2 separate regions of the Gossypium hirsutum genome follow, and region 2 is linked to region 1. A link is a contact called in public Hi-C data. All regions are on one chromosome and are shown on one strand. The core of a region is the stretch at or near the end of the contact, and the rest is flanking DNA. Distances in the headings are between cores, read along the strand shown.

What was found. Hi-C and Micro-C count contacts between places; a contact is called where the count stands out from the background.
Region 2: a Hi-C map of leaf shows a contact between it and region 1, with 2.2 times the contacts expected there. The contact joins the promoter of LOC107912790 here to the promoter of LOC107912781 in region 1. A contact is called at or near these places in 2 of 34 Hi-C or Micro-C datasets (both in leaf).

What each region holds. Positions count from the first base shown.
Region 1 is chrA09:64,597,536-64,603,294 of Gossypium_hirsutum_v2.1, reverse strand. It overlaps LOC107912781 (histone deacetylase HDT1), which reads left to right and starts at 2,454. Exons shown (of 10, transcript XM_016841107.2): 1 at 2,454-2,623; 2 at 3,032-3,102; 3 at 3,181-3,392; 4 at 3,517-3,533; 5 at 3,615-3,668; 6 at 3,762-3,922; 7 at 4,118-4,168; 8 at 4,254-4,341; 9 at 4,474-4,585; 10 at 4,675-5,039. The coding sequence starts at 2,611. The coding sequence ends at 4,735. It overlaps TRNAL-UAA (transfer RNA leucine (anticodon UAA)), which reads left to right and starts at 5,683; the gene lies at 5,683-5,759.
Region 2 is chrA09:65,221,505-65,227,263 of Gossypium_hirsutum_v2.1, reverse strand. LOC107912790 reads right to left here and starts at 3,108. Exons shown (of 1, transcript XM_016841117.2): 1 at 1,580-3,108. The coding sequence starts at 2,721. The coding sequence ends at 1,831.

The DNA.
Region 1 (5,759 bases), core at 1,205-3,704:
ATAGATTCCTTTTCGAGTCTAGTTTCTTTAGAAACAAACGGCATAAGTATTGAAGCCCTGTACAGGGAGATATCCAAGTCGTAATGCACGAAGGTCAGAATGGTCAAACCCTGTAACAGGGGAGACTTTAACTAATAAACTGTACTAATTGGCCCGACCAAAAATTCTAGAAAAAATTTTGTGGATGGATATATGAGTCTAGTTTCAGGGAAAATTTACAGAATCAGTTTTCGAGTTTTGGAACTCGAGATATGATTTTTAAAGTGACTGTGATGCAGTTAACCAGCTTGTCTGGAATTTTAAAGTGAACTGTGTTAATAAATGAAATAAGTCTGTTAACACCTCGTGTTCGACTCCGGCAACGGTCTTGGGTATGGGGCGTTACAATTTTATATACAATTGGACTAAGGAAACGCAACATTTGTGGGAGTAATTCGTGATGATAATGGAGAGTTGATCTCTGGGCATAACCGATATATCGGGAAGTGCTCGATTTTTTATACCGAACTTTGGACCATTTTGGAGGGCCTCTAGCTTATCTAACGCAGAGGTCATGACAAGGTCATAATCTAATATGACAGCTTGGAGGTCATTAAAACTATCTAAGGAAGTGTTTCCATCACATCGAACTTCTTTGATTAGAAGAATTCAAAACATCTTGGCACAAGAAAAACAATGGCTCTTACATTACATGCTTAGAGAGCAAAATTAAGCTACGAATTGCTTAGCCAAACTAACTTTGGTAAAAAAGAAAAATTGTAAAATTTTGACCTCCTTTCTACGATAGTACTAGATCTCCTACAAACAGATAAGGCAAAGGGTTTTCTTTTCAAAGTACTTCTATGTAATTAGTTAGATAATGTTTTACTTTCACAAAAAAAAAAAGAAGAAGGGAATTTGAATAGCACGATTGGTTATTTAAATTGGAATAGAACAAGAATTGAATAGTCTATTAGGTGGGAATGGAATACAATAATAACATAATATTATATTGTTTGGTTTGATAGAGTAATGATAAGGAATATACAAGGAATAGATTGCAAATGAAAATTTTACTCTTAGATAAAAAATTGTTTATTTATATTATTAAAAACTAATTAAATTATATTTTATAATAAAATAAAAAATTAAAAATATAATTATTTGTGGAATAGTTTACTATTTAATTTTAAAAAATTATATTTAAAATAATAGGTAAAATAACACAAAACATGATTAGCAATATAATAATTACTAATCTATAGAATTTTAATTTTAATATAATAGTCCCTAATACTTTTAAAAATTTAAAATTTAATTCCTTTACTTACATCAAATCCTAAAATAATACTAATGTTTGTACATACGAACCTTAAATATATCATTCCTATTATAAATTCTTGTAAATATATTACTACGTATTGAAATTTCTTGTAATTAAAAAATATAATTCTTACGTAAGAATTGCTTTCATGTAATAAATGCAATTTCAGTTCACTTAGAAATATTATTACGAAATTTATATTTTCTAAATCAACAAGTTTGGTATATTGGCCGTGAATTATTTAACTCCCTTTGAAATTTTATCACATATTTTATTTTTATTTTTTAAATTTCGAGATAAATTTTAAGACTTTATTCAATGTGTGATTTGATATATGAATTTTAATTTAATATAATTATATACATGTAACTTCGATTGTGGTTCAAATACATACATGAAACTTTAATTTTGATTCAGTCATACACATTTAAAGAAATAAATAATCAAATTTATTTTTATATTGGATAAATATAATTATATGTGTATGCAATATATAAACATAAAATAATGCTATATCAATAATTGTATTAATGATTTGTGAGAATTTGATCAAATCAAAATTTCGTGTATAAATTTACACATTAAATCATAATTTATGTATAGTTTTGAAATTTATCCCTTAAATTTTTAAATGCAATTTAAGGTCACATATCAAAATCTTAACTTTACTTGTGGAGTGAAAATTTGCTGAGGTGTCGGTCATTGAACGCGGCCAATTTTTTTTACCCAAATATTTTTTTGAACAATTTCATTATAAGTTCTAATATTTTTTTTACACAATGCCTAAAATCCATAACTCCTCCCAACCTATAAATAAGAGGATAATGTGTTTTAGTACATTTGAACTCACATCCTTCTGTATTGACAACAATACCCATACTAATCAAGCTAAAACTCAATTAATTTTTTTAAAACCCCAATTTTAAGTGCCAAACAACCTAGATAAAAGAGTGATATTGATATGGAGATATGAGGCCTAGTCTTTAGGTATTTGTAGATAGTTTTAGTGATGGGCTTATTATGGGCTTTACAAAACATATGGGTTGATCATAATTGGGTCAGTCCGAAAAGGAAGCCTTCACAAACAAATCCTTGAATATTGAAAAGAAATAATTTTTTTTTTAAAAACCCTAGAAATAAAATAAGCGGCAACTATCATATAAATTCATTTCGATTGCCATTCAATTCCACTCTCTTCTTTGGAAGGCGTGTTTTTACTCTCACCTTCTCCCACTCCTCGTAAAACCCTAGTTCTCAGACGCCACTAAAACCTTAGTCCTCTCACTCGTCTTTCATCATCCTCATCAATGGAGTTCTGGGGTAACCCATTCTTTCTTTTACTTATCTCTCTTCGATTTTATGTTTATGTTTCTTTTACTTTTTGAAGCTTTGATTTTTTTTTTAAAAAATTCTAATGAAATGATGCTAGCTTTCCCTTGGGTTTTATTTGAACTTCTCTCTTTCAATGGGAAGCTTGTTTTTGTGGCCGTGTTTGATTGGGTTTTGGGTTTACTGTTGTCAACGCTAATAGCATCAGTTGCTGGTTTCATTATTTGAGATTTATCAGTATGATTTGACACATGGTAATTATTTTGTCATTGGATGGTAGCTTGTTGAAAATGATTATATGCAAATTATATTTTTCAGGATTATACTTGAGACATGGACATATTGTTTTTATTTCAAATTGGGTTAATCAAATTGGATCATCTTTTATGCTACTATTAGGTATTGAAGTTAAAGCTGGACAGCCTATTAAAACGGACCCTGGTGCCAGTCATGTCATCCATCTTTCCCAGGTTGGAAACTGTCTAACTTGATGTTGTTATCTATTGTTGTTTGTCTAAAATCATCTGCTTTGTTGCCTTATGTTTTAGGCAACACTTGGTGAGTCAAAGAACAAAGCAGAGTCGGTTCCTCTCTATGTGAATGTTAATGGGAAGAAACTCGTTCTCGGAACACTTTCCCACCAGAATTGCCCGCAATTGTGTTTTGATTTAGTATTTGAGCAAGGCTTTGAGCTCTCTCACAACTGGAAAAATGGGAGCGTCTATTTCCTTGGTTACAGAACTTTTGTCCCAGAGGAAGGATATCCTTTTATCAATAGCAATTATTTTGTTTTTCTTTTTTGTAATAACCAAACTTATTTTTTTAATGTGAATTTTGCCTGTGAAATCTTGTGCTTCCTTGACTTCTATGCTGTTTTCTGTCACCTCTGATGATGAATTTGGTGAGTAATGGAATATATCTTTTGCCTAATTGCAAATTGCTTTAATCAAGTTTTTCTCATGCATATTATTCTTATATACAGATAGTGAGGAAGAAAGTAGCGAGGATGAGGAACTTCCTGTGGCTGCTGAAAACGGTTAGTTCTCTTTGTGTACTGGAATTTAGTATCAATAATTGAAGATTCTACTAATTTGCACTTTCAACCTGCAAACATTTTCTTCCATTACAGGAAAAGCTAAGACAGATGCAAAAACGGCTAATGCTGGGAAACCTGATGCTGTAAAACAAGCTGTCAAGATAACTGAACCAAGTGATAACAAGAAAAATGAGGACGATGATGATGATAGTGATTCCGAGGATGGAAGTGGTTCTGATGATGAAGATGAAGAGGTCCTTTTCTCAAAACTAAGCAAAACCATAATTTCATATTGAATGTTTTTCCTTTGTTCTGAGTGGTGTTTTGTTTGATATGACTTTAATTTTATTGTCAATGACTTCAGTTTGATAATTTTTAAGGATTTGTTTTTCTCTAGTTGAAGTAGTGATTGAGAAATTTGGATTGAATTTTTCTGTTCTTCTGGACAGATGTCTGTGGATGAAAGTTCAGATGATGAGGATGAGGAGACACCTAAGAAGGTACGTTTTGTGGGTTCTAACTGGTACTTGATTGTTCAATCTGACCTGATTCAGTTGATGTAAATTTATGTCTCTGGATTTCAAGGTTGAGTCGAGCAAAAAGAGACCGGCAGAAGCTGCAACACCTGTTTCTGCAAAGAAGGCTAAACCTGCAGCGACACCTCAGAAAACAGGTCTTTTCTCATAGTTCACATGAAACTCTGCCGTATCATATATGGTTTTGACATGTTTTTGGCAATGGTTTACCTTGATCTGGCATCCATTTCTTTAAGATCTTATGATTTCATTATTCCTTGCTCTTGCAGATGGTAAGAAGGGTGGTCACACTGCAACCCCACACCCATCAAAGCAAGCTGGGAAAACTTCTGGAAAGAGTCCAAAGTCTGGTGGTCAATTCTCTTGTGGATCTTGTAGCAAGTACTTGCCTATAACTTTTAGAACTGCTTCCAATTTTGTTTTGAATCGGTTTGGTTTCTTAACTAACTTCCTCCATTCACCATGAACAGGTCCTTTGGTTCCGAGGGTGGTCTAGAGTCCCACAAGAAGGCCAAGCATGGTGGCAAATGAGATGATATTACATGCTCTTATGTGCATGTTTAATTTTTGAGAGATTATGCTTTTCTTAGTAAACTGGTAGTTTATTGTCTAAAAAAGGCAATTGAGTCCCCTTGCTTCTGATTGAAAGCTTATTGTTTTGGCAAATTATATATTTAGGGTGTAATGTTGCGTATCTCAAATCGTTTACTATTTTAGTCGTGTTTTTTTTTTCTGGCATTAAATTTGATGTTTATGTTTTTGGAGCCTATAGAAGTTAAAACTTTTGTATTTTTTTTTGGATAACGAAATGTTGAATGGCAATGCTTATTCATCATATAGTTAACCATTAACTATTTCAACTGGTAAAATGATAATAATTTCATGTGGTAATGCAAAATGTGCTATCATTTTTAGGAATGCACAGCAAGCTTTAATGCATTCATTTTACTAAACGACTAAAGGATAAATATAATTGAAAGAACAAAGTAGTAGAAGAAAATCCGTATTCCAGGGCTTATATTGTATGAAGATAAATACATAATAGTAGGCGTATAAAATTGTAATATCCGCCACAACAATAACACATGAGAAAAGTGGCAAGCTATTGTCTTTGAAATGATTAATGCAAGTTACGGGAAATTAAGCTGCACTCCAAAGAAAAGGACATACCAAAAATTGAGTTATACTAAAATTTCTGACTGAAGAGTTAGAATTTTTGCATATAGAAAAAGGTCCATCCATGAATTACAAGCATCTGTTTTAGTTCCGATGGAAGACTGAGCAACAGTTATGATAGTAGTAATAGAACAATGGGTATGAACTCTTTGTACCTATTACAAACATTGCTCTGCCTGCCTGCCTGTCTGTTCTCCAAGGACTTTGTAATACTTGGGTAGAGAAAAATGGACATAAGATGATAGAAAAACCAATATACATAAGATTTTATATATGGGTTCAATGTTAAGTACGAACAGTCAGCTGGTTTGCCCGAGAGGTTAAGGGGGCAGACTTAAGATCTGCTGCACATAAGTGCGCGTGAGTTCGAACCTCACAG
Region 2 (5,759 bases), core at 1,859-4,358, 620 kb before region 1:
TTTTTTTTTAATTTTCAAAATTTTAAATTTTCTTTCTATTTTTTCAAACAAATTAGAGTTGACTTTCTCATAGTTTGAATTTTGAAAGAGGAATTGTAATTTGAGGTCCATAAAAAATTACAAAATTGATATTGAGATTTAAAATATTACCTTAAATCAATAAAAAAATTGGAATATAGATATTAAAATTTGAATATCAAATTTACTAAATATTAATTTTTAAAAATTGATTGTACTAAACTCGAAATATTTTACTAACTTTACAATAATTCCCAACAACTACAATAATAAGATTGATATAAAGCAATATATAGTGAAGCAGTCTGCACAGTGCAGACCCCCAATAATTGACATATCTTTTCACCCAATTGCCATTTTTGTGTTTTGGCTGTTCGGAAACCTCCCTCCAACATTCTCTTTCGTGTGCCATAAAGCAAGTTTGTCTTTACTTTGCAACATTGATTCATAGTGTTGGCCACCCCAATTTATGTTTCTTTGCTTTTCACATCATTCATCTTTTGAGATTTAAGGTTATATATAATGAATGTTCATAAAAGTTACCATGTTTTTTTTTTGTTTTATCTTGTCTAATTCTGAGTTAATACACAACATTAATGCTATCTTTGTGTAGATATCATCTGAACCCATAGTTATATCTTTGGCATGAATAATGTCAGAATTATGAACTGTCTTGAATTCAAAATCTTTGTTTGAAATGGTCTACTACAATGGCTCTCTCAAACTAGGACAGCTTTGCCACCCGTTTAGGAGTTTGACGCTGTCCGGTGTAACTATCGAATATCGGAGAGTCGCGTATAAAAATAAAAGTTACATTTTTGGAAAATAAATGGAATGGACATGCATCAAATGGACGACTACTTTTAGCATCACACATTGTGCAAGGCCATTCAAATTAATCCAGAAATCTTAGTTGTCTTCATTTAAATTTCACATGTAGAAATGGAAGGGGTGGAGCCAAAGAATTAATGTTACTCTTTTAGCAAGGAAACATATACCTTTGCAATCCTTGGTTACTGAGGGTCCAATGAAGAGCCTTAATATGGGTACTTAATGGCATCTCCCTTGAGAAAGTTTTGGTTCTTGCTTGTGGACCAAATATTAATTCCGAAGGACCAAGGGGACCATGGACTGCTATTCTTTTATGATAGAAGGTGCGAAGCATGGGCAAGTTCAAGCAAGCCATGCGCATGTTCACGGTTGTTTTCATAGCCATCCAAAGCAAGCTAGAGTTATGATCCACTATATGCCTAATAAACCAGAAAATTTTGTATAATTAACTACCTTATAAAAAGCAAATTCAAATGGAAATATTCTATGGTCAAATTGTTAGTAAACAGTAGCAGGAGATTCCCCACTTTATTTTGTCCTTTTAAAGGCAAAAGCTAGCAATCTTCCTTGTTATCTTTCAATATATCCAAATGCTTTTACCAAATCTTCATTGATACCCTTCCAAAGAAAAAAAGAGAAAAGCTTGTTTTGAGATGTCTTTTCTTTTACAGTTTCAATTATTTGAACCTCACAACATTATCATTACGAGCATTATGTTCACTGTAATTAATTATCCAAATCTTTTTTACCACAGAAACAAAACCAACTTTTAGTTAAAGCTACACTCCACATTCTGCAACACAGAAACTAAAATATTCTGCAGCTCAAGTTATTTTCTTTTCTCTTATGATCAAAGAATTCAAGTATCTATTCCTTTCAAGGAAAGGGGGGAAAAATTGAGATGAAAAAGGAAGAAATTTGGACAAAAAAACTGAAAATCTAAAACAAAATAAACAAACATGAACAAACTGATCCGTTTCTTTATGTGTTCTTACAGGCATGAATCAACAAGGAGAATTCAACTCTGTCTTGGTCTTTCTGCACCAACTTCTCCTCCAACCAAAGCCGGCTATCCAAACCACTTCTTGTCCTAAATAAGAACACAGCTGAACCAGTAACAGGATTGAAGAACCAGTCATAGGCATCCCACATCAGATCAACTAACAATCCATCAACAAATATCGTCTGGTTTCCTCTAAAATTCCATTGCAGCCTCTTTACTCGAATCACCGTCTTCTTATCGATACAAACCGATAAAACCGGGTACTTCAGGCCTTCATGTTCACCACTGCATCTGATTAGAATATCATGTACAATGCCTGTATCACAGAATTGAGCCTTCGTGGAATACAGCGTAGTGCCAGAACAATGTTCTTGCCTGGAAATGAGGGAGACTTTAGCAACTGGGGTTGCATTTTTGAACTTCTTGGTGACCGTTTCTTCAGCCATATCGCCTAAAACAAGGCCTATCTCGGAATCAACCATGACTAAAACATAGAACCCATCAACAGGTTCGGGTCCCGTATCATACTTAGCATGGAAGAGGACTTCGATCTTGGAATGATCGGATTCGATCACTTTGTTGCCTTTCTTCTTCCTGAAGAATCTCAAGTTGGTGTTGAGCTTGAAAGATGTGGAAGGGTCATCACCGATGTTAATGCTTAGGCCTTGACCGGTGTGGTTCTTGCACCAAGTGACTCGGATCAAAAGCTGCTTCTGGGTTGAAAGAATGAGCCTGTAAACACCCGTGACTGCATTTTGGACTGATGGGGCTAGGCTTGGAGCGATGCAAGCATTGCTCGAATAGCTGGAACATGAAGAATGTGAAACATTTACTGCGTTCTCACTGAAACAAGAAACAATGTCTCTCATTGTATATATCGAAAACTGCAAAAGAAAAAAATGGGTTCCGATTTCGAGAGGAAAGATCTAAAGCTTTGGAGAGATTTATGTAAAGAAGAAATTTATATTATGGAAATAAGAGGAAGACAGGCAGCAGCAGCAAGGAAATTTAGGTCCATATGCATGTGTATTAAATAAATATGAATCTCTCTATTTGACCCTTTTATATAATCTACAATAATATAATCAAAGTAAAGAAGCAGGAGAGTGATGCAAGAGAAACTTCAAGCTTGCTTTGCCAGTTCATCACATATATTAAAAATTGCTAAAGAAGAAATGAAAAAGGCAGAAAGTGAAGTTGGACCTGGTCTGAAATACCACCAATCTTCTTGTGCTTTTAATTCCTTACCCTTGGCTTCTGTGATTATCAATACTTAATAAAATTCCAGTTACATATATTTAAAAATAACCACAAAATTATAAAAAAGTTTATTTCAAATTTTCAAAATAAAAGTTTACAATTTAGGCACTTATGTTACTCAATTCGATCATTTTATTCACTCTCATTAAAATTATAAATGGTAAACTGACATAAATTTTTCTCGCAATATCATCTATTTCTTCAAAAAATACAAAAAACAAAATTAATATATCATTTTCCCAAAATGGTGATTTCTCAATTTTGGTTCGGCAACTAAACAATCTTCTTTTATCATAATAGAATTTAATGAATAATAATGACATGGATTTTACATGGAAAATCAAAATTTAAAAGAAAAATTTATGTTAGCTTGACATTTATGATTTTAACGGGAGTAATTAAAATAATCAAATTATGTAAGGTGAGTAATTAAATTGTAAATTTTTTCTTGTAGGTGTCTAAAATATTTTATTTATTATTATAATTGAGTGGCTATCTATTTACTGAAATAAGAAAGATATTTTAACTATAACTATATCACTATTCTAATTAAAATTAATTATGATAAAATTAAAGAAAAAACAAATTTACATAAAATAAAAATGAGATTTAAAAGTTTAGGAAGATAAATAGGGGAGGTGGTAAGAGTGAAAATAAAGTTTAGGGGAGAGTGAAAGGCAAGGAGGCTGTGGAAAGATAGCATGCTGGTAATATGGAAAAGGAAATTGTGTAATTCTGATATAATGCATTTAATAGGCAAAAAAAAAATATAAATAAGGAAATTAAATTTGTATGGGTTTTTAAAATTGAAAGTAGATTTTGTACTAAAAATAATATTTGATGTGGGATTGATAGATCCACAAAATGAGTAGTAAATTTAGGGTTAATGCATGATGAAAAAACTCTATCCCTTTAGTTATTGTCCCTCTAGATTATAAATTAAAATACTTAACTAACTGTGTGACTATTTTTAATTAAAGCTGTAGCTGTAACATCCTTTAATATCAGAGAAATACAAAAATAAATAAAAAGCATGTGGTTACAGTTAAGAAGCAACATTGAAATCAATGCACAAGCACCCATGAAGTTAGGGCTTTGGCTTTTAGGTGAAGACTCAACACTCTTTCTCCTCTAATTCCCCACTCATACACTAAAACATCTTTTTACCTTCTAATATACAATTAAATATTTTAGAATTAAAAAAATTATCACCCCATCTATTGAATCTTAATAACTCTAGTACTTAAAAAGGCTAAAAATAAAGCTTTGTTGAAATATGGATTAAAGTAGATGCAAATAGCCAAATGGAAATAACCTATAATTTGAGTGCTTTAAAAAGTAAAAGAAATGAAAAGGGAGGTCAGAGACAAAGGGCTGTTTAGAACATGCATTTGGGTTTTATGTTATCATTAGGTTCTTAAACAAACATATTTATTTGTTGTAATGAAAGACAAAAGTGTTTTTCTTAAAAAAGAATGGGTTTATAGATACATCTTGCATTGAATAAGAAATAAGAAATTGTCATGAAAATATAGAACAATTCAACAAAATGTTTTTTTTTTGTTAAGTAGTTAGGTTCAAAGTTTGAGGATTAATTAAGAGGGGGGGGGGGGGGGGGGCATGCCATACTTTGTGGTTATGGACCCCAAGAAACGGAGCGGCCTTAGGTCATCTTCCCCATTTTGCGCAAATAAATGAATACTGAATCTGCTCAAGAAATAGAAACAAAGGTTAATTGTTTTTTCTTTAGAATGGATTTCATATTTGATACGCTATTCTTACAGTATAAAACAACATTTTAAACTTAAATCATCAACTAATATGTTTGGAAAATTATATAAAAAAAATTGAATGTAACTATTTATAATTCTTACATTTTCTTAAAAATTAAAGAGTGTAATTGAATTGCTCCAATTATACTTAATTTTGTGAAACTCACTAATTACAGTGACCATCTAAACATACCATGCATGTATAATTATAAATAATTACACCCAAATTCAATTACTAATTATTTTTTCGTATCCACCCTATATTTCAATCAAAACTAAAACTTTAAAATATAGAAGAATACCTTCTATTACTTAAGCAATCTTACAATTGTAGGAGCTGCAATAGAGATAGAGAGGTCAATTGACCCCAATTTTGTAAAAGAATAATTTTTGTAACCCCTAACCCTTTTTCGTTGCCGAAACAAGATTATAGAGCATTATTAGACTTTTCAGATCAAAAACAGACATTACATATTATTTAACATACATGTCATAAATCAATCATATTGTCCTTTATATATGTCCTTGAGGCCCAAAATATATGTTAGAAATAAATTGGGACTAAACCGGGTACTCAGAAATTTTTTCCGAAAATATCAAAAAAATTTTAAAAAATAGAGGACACACACTCGTGTGACCAGGCTGTGTGTCTCACACGATCAAGAGACATGCCCGTGTCTCAGGCCATGTGAACATTCGAAATAGGGACACACAGCCGTGTCCTAACCCGTGTCCAAATTTAGGTGCTTACTGACTTGAGTCACACGGCCAAGCTACACGCCTATGTGCTAGGCCGTGTGAGCATATTGACTTGCAATATTAAGATGCAGGGATCAAACAGCCAAGTCACACACCCGTGTGCTAGGCCGTGTGTC